Linked DNA regions of Rattus norvegicus: region 1 is linked to region 2. The links are chromatin contacts, called in public Hi-C maps. All regions are on one chromosome and are shown on one strand. Each heading gives the region's core, a stretch centred on a gene start, on an enhancer-like site or on the middle of the called end of the contact. The rest is flanking DNA. Distances are from core to core; before and after follow the strand shown.

The links. A called contact is a pair of places that touch in the nucleus more often than the background predicts.
Region 1: a Hi-C map of the A7r5 cell line shows a contact between it and region 2, with 2.8 times the contacts expected there. The contact joins the enhancer-like site here to the promoter of Rpl19 in region 2. A contact is called at or near these places in 11 of 12 Hi-C or Micro-C datasets (the A7r5 cell line, Schwann cells, frontal cortex and 6 more) and 1 of 1 datasets of contacts at active chromatin or transcription factors (oligodendrocytes).

What each region holds. Positions count from the first base shown.
Region 1 is chr10:83,564,015-83,566,714 of GRCr8, forward strand. LOC102548674 (a long non-coding RNA gene) reads left to right here. Exons shown (of 3, transcript XR_010055786.1): 1 at 1-2,675. Among named protein-coding and RNA genes, the nearest start is that of Stac2, 21 kb to the left of the region's middle. Within about 2 kb of position 1,312, at least 12 of the 93 cell types and tissues checked have an H3K27ac peak or open chromatin away from gene starts, as enhancers often do. A contact at or near this core is called in the A7r5 cell line and Schwann cells, where this site is marked.
Region 2 is chr10:83,517,687-83,520,386 of GRCr8, forward strand. Rpl19 (ribosomal protein L19) reads left to right here and starts at 1,378. Exons shown (of 6, transcript NM_031103.1): 1 at 1,378-1,410; 2 at 2,216-2,322. The coding sequence starts at 1,406.

The sequences.
Region 1 (2,700 bases), core at 62-2,561, 46 kb after region 2:
ATTACAGATGGTTGGGAGCCACCATGTGGTTGCTGGGAATTGAACTCATGACTTCTAGGAAGAGCAGTCAGTGCTCCTAACCATTGAGCCATCTCTCTAGCCCCGGCTGTCCCCTTTTTTTCAGCCTCATAGAAGAAGAAAGCTGGGCTCTACCAGGGTCCAGGTACCCAGAGATGGAGAACACTAGGCCAGAGAAGATTGCATTGGGGTTGGGGATTTAGCTCAGTGGTAGAGCGCTTGCCTAGCAAGCGCAAGGCCCTGGGTTCGGTCCCCAGCTCCGAAAAAAAAAAAAAAAAAAAAAAAGAGAAGATTGCATTTTTGCTTCCTGTGGTAAGATTTAGTGGCTGGGGTCGTGCACGACAGGCTACATGATTAGAGGTGAAGAGAGAGGTGGGAGGCAGGCCAAGGCTGTCTGTATATAAGGACACTGCCCCACACAGGTTGTTTGTCCAAAACCTCAGGGCCTCCATGCCCTAAGGCAGGGGAGGACAGAGGCAAAGAGACCACCCTGAGAAAGTTCCCCCACTGAGTGCCACTCCCTGGGCTGTGCTCCGTAAATACGAGTCCCTAGTCAGTTAGGTACCCTCAGCGAAAGGACAAGTGTCCTGCCAGCACATGGACTGTGTGTGTGGTCCCATAGAGAGAAGGGACACTGAGGGGCAAAGGTCCTTTGGGGGTTCATGTGATTCTACTTGTTCTGTCTCTTAAGTGAAGAGGCCCGTCCTGTGGGGTCATGTGGGGGTTCAGATTTCTGTATGACGTGGATTTGGGGCTAAATACATATCCCTCACTCCTTGGGGTGACCATCTAGGGTTGTAGGAGTCCCTGTGGGTCCTCAGTCTCCAAGAGTCCTGAGTATCCAGCCAACAAGAGGCCATGCTTCCCCCTCTTGTGGGTTTGCTAGTATATAAAGGCTAGAAGGCAGAACAGTGTGGTCCAGCCCAACCCTGTGCTGAGCTCCCTTTCAGAGATGATGTTTTGGTAGAAAACCTGTCTGGGGAAGTGGTGCACGGCACCCTCGGCAGCCTGCTCAAGTAAGGCTGGGTCTGCAAGGCCCTGTTTGCAAGCCACAGGAACAGGCTTCCGGTTCTTGGGCTTTTTTGGAAACTAATCCTCAGTTCTTAGAATTTATTAGGCTCTGGGACATCTCAAAACACCCTGACCTCCCACTCTCCTGGGTTATTGTTGGGCATGGCCGGATGTTAAAAAGGCCCTAGGAAGTCAGAAAACCAGGGAATAAAGGCTGTGGTTGAATGAAGCAGCCACATGTTAACAGGGGAGCTGGAGGCCAGTGGAGCTGGAGGGAGGGTTCTCTGGACCTGATGACTCATGGGGTGCTGCAGATTCCTTGGGGAAGGAGAGGGAGAGAGAGGGAGAGAGAGAGAGGGAGAGAGAGAGAGGGAGAGAGAGAGAGAGAGAGAGAGAGAGAGAGAGAGAGAGAGAGAGAGAGACCCTTAGGGGATGGGGGGAAGGTCCATGTCTCCAAGCCTCTGCCCTGTATGAAGCAGGAGGAGCTGTCCATAGATTCTAATGTAGTCTCCCTGCCCAGTGCTCCTACTATGCGCTTCTGTGTGGCCACCTAGCTTGCCATGAAGCAGCTGGAGACCCCCACCTTCCTGAACCAGGAGAAGCTGCACTGGGGCAGGGGAGGAGACTTAAACGTTGGAAAGAGGCTCAGGGTGGGCTCAGGGACATGTCACTGTGACTCAGGATCAATTAATCTCTCCCAGGTTAGTTCTGTGAGGTGATGCTCCTCTATGGCCTCAGCTGCTGTAGGAAGCACCCCCCGCCCCTCCCTGTGGCAAGGACTAAGTATGACTGTTCCTCTGGGCAGGAAGCCAATGTCACCACTGTGATGTCACCGTGAAGTAGAACTCTCTGGAGTCCGTTACTTCATGTGACCCTTGCTGCAGCTCAGAAACGGGTGGGCGGGTGGCAACAAGGAAAGGACCCAGAATCATAGAGGATTTTCTCAAGGACACAGAGTCGGTCGGGGGCAGAGCTGAGATCTGGAAATGTGCTGTCACGGAGTTTTTCTCATGCATGAGATTTTGCTCAACAGATGACCCCTTGAGTGGCCATCCTGTGTCACACGCCTTGTTCTGATTGAGGGACTGGCTTGAGAGAGAAAGTGAGCTCTGTCCTCAGGAGGTCACTCTCTGTTAAGCCAGGTGAGCAATCACAAGACTGGTTGCAGGGACGAGCGCGGAGCATGGCGCAGAGGAAGAGGCAGGACACTATTGTGGGAGGGCAGTGTCTTAGAGTTTTACTGCCGTGAACAGACACCATGACCAAGGCAAGTCTTAAAAAATGACATTTAGGGGCTGGGGATTTAGCTCAGTGGTAGAGCGCTTACCTAGGAAGCGCAAGGCCCTGGGTTCGGTCCCCAGCTCCGGAAAAAAAAAAAATGACATTTAATCAGGGCTGACTCACAGGTTCAGAGGTTCAGTCCCTCATCATCAAGGCAGGAGCGTGGCAGCATCCAGGCAGGCACGGTGCAGGAGGAGCTGAGAGGTCTACATCTTCATCTGAAGGAAGCCAGGAACAGACTCGGCATTCTCACGCAGCTGGGAGGAGGGTCTCCAAGCCCACCCCACAGTGACACACGTCCTCCAACGAGGCCACACCTTCTAACAGTGCCACTCCCTGGGACGAGCATATGCCAGCCGTCACAGGTGACAACACCTTCATTTGACAGAG
Region 2 (2,700 bases), core at 128-2,627:
AGATCTCAAGAACTAGAGTTACAGGCAGTTTTAACCACCAGATATGGATGTTGGGGACCCAACTACAATCCTTTGCAAGCACTCAAGCCTGTACCATCTCTCTAGTCCCACTCCCAAGTTTTTATTTTATTTTTTGAATATGGGCTTCCAGGACTTCCAGTATCCAGGCTTGCTTTGAACTCCACATGTAGCTGAGGATGGCCTTGAACTTCTGATCCTCCTGCCTTCTAAGTACTGGGATTACAGGTGTGTACCACCATGCCCTGACCAGATTTTTTTTTTTTTTAAGATTTATTTATTTTAGTTATATGAGTACACTGTTGCTATCTTCAGACACACCAGAAGAGGGCATCAGATCCCATTACAGATGATGGTGAGCCACCATGTGGCTGCTGTTAAACTCAGGACCTCTGGAGGAGCAAACAGTGCTCCTAAACCACAAGCCCCATCTCTCCACCCCCAGATAACTGTTTTTGTTTTTAAGACAGCATCTTTCTGTAGTCCAGATTGCCTAGACCGCCTTAAACTTGGCCGCCTCGCTAACTCCTCCATCTCATTTCCTGTTAGGATTAAAGAAGGAAGCCAGCTGCTCTGCCCCCAGAACATTCTCTTTGGGTTTTCAACCAGGGGTCTCCAAAGCTGTTGGACTCTTCATTCTGACAACCCTTCGTTTACTTAACCAATGTAGTTCTTCTCATGTGCATGCTACAGTATAGATTGAGCCAAACAAGATTGGTTCCGCTTGCTTTTGCTAATGCCTGTTTTGTAAAAGTAGACGCATATGATTTTCACAAATGGATAGCAGAAATATTAGAATTTGGTTCAGACTACAATCATGGTAATTGAAGCATCCAGAGATTAGGGATTTGCGGTGGTGACGCCGACAAAAATCTCTTGGGTTTAGCCTGCACACGAGTTCTTACTCTACGAGAGCGAAAGCGAGGTAGTGTTTGCTTCTCTCTGCTCTAGCGCTCCTTTCGCTAATTTTCTCCCGGCTAATTTAATAACCTTTCACAGAAAACAGTCCTCTACGAAGACTAGGCCTTTCAGGCCAAAACCGCCTCAGTCCGCCTGCGCGGATTTAGCGTGACTTCCGGTTAGCCAAACACCCACGTGATCAAATGCCCTCAGTGCGCATGTGTGAAGAGGAGTTGGACTGAACCATTTTGCCCGACGAAAGGGGTACACCTTTTCTGTTTTAAAGCTTAAAACCGATTCTCGATCTTGATCATCTATGATCACGGTCTTTTAGGAAGAAAGTAAGTGAGTGTGAAATGGAGGAAGATGAAATAGCTTAGCGAAAATACAGACAATCATGGAGTGGGGCTTGGGCTCTCCCCTTCGTAGTTAATGGGAGGAGCCCGCGACCAGCAAGCTCTTTCCTTTCGCTGCTGCGTCTGCAGCCATGAGGTGAGCAGGCCCGGCTCTCGGTTTCTGACCGATAAGCCCGGCGAAGCCTAGCGGGGAACCGGGCCGGGACCACAAATGGCAAAAGGGAGAGGGGAGGCGGGCGTGGTGCTTCCATGTCTGGAGCGCAGAGAGCACACGCGACCTGGGCCTACGGAGGGTGGGCCGCGGGACGCCGTGGCCCGTAAAGACCTCCGGCGGGCGCCGCTCCGCCTGTCCCGCGTCGTGAGGCACCACACGGGGAGATTGGTGACGACTGGGCACTGAGTGGCTTCTTGGTGCGCTGGGGCCCAGCGGACCTCTAACATGGGGCAAGTCTCGGGCAAGCCCAGGCCTCCGAGTGCTGAGGGTGAGGCGCCAGTTTGGCCTCCACCCTAACGGCTGGACGGCGTGTATTAGTGTAAAAAAGCATAGAAAGCGAAAAGCTACTCCTGTACTCCTGGGTAAACAGGCTACGTCCCAGCCCTGATCCACTGGTGTCCGATACTTAACATTAAAGTCTTCACAGAGCCAAATACCCGGAAGAGCTTAACCCCCTCCCCCAAATCCCGAATGGCTAACCATCGTGGCCACGTTCACTGCCCAGGTCTTGGTTTGGATTTAAGATCTTGATTTGGAGTTTGTTGGACAGGAAGGGGTGGCAAAATTTTTAGGGCTAGGGAGTATATTTCCTTTAATACCTATTGATGTGTACTTTGCCCATTTTTTAAATAGATACTAAGACTTAGGTGGGGAGATTTTGCTTGGAGTGTTTGTTGTTGCTCAGAAGTGGCTTTCAGGGCTTAATAGTGTTTTCTGTATACCCCAGTATGCTTAGGCTACAGAAGAGGCTTGCCTCTAGCGTCCTCCGCTGTGGTAAAAAGAAGGTGTGGTTGGACCCCAATGAAACCAACGAAATCGCCAATGCCAACTCTCGTGAGTATGATCCTTCACCCTCACCTACAAAGGATGGATATGTATTTTTATAGATTATATATACATTAATATACAGGATGCAACATCCAGTGTTACATTAGTAGATTATAAGCAAAGTATTTTGTAGCCGTATGGAAGTTTAAAAAAGATATTTGAGGACAGTATGCTGGGTGAGGCTTTAAGGCATAAGCAAGGCTTGTTAGTATCAGACAGGTGGCTCCAAGGACCTTAACCAGTGTTTCAGATAGACCAGATAAGCTATGAAGTATTTATGAGGTGAATAATCTTTTCTTCATAAGTGTTTGCCAGGATTTCAGCTTCTTTTCAGGAAAGCTCTGAGTTCTGTGGCCAGCACATTGCTAACAACAGGTATGTTTT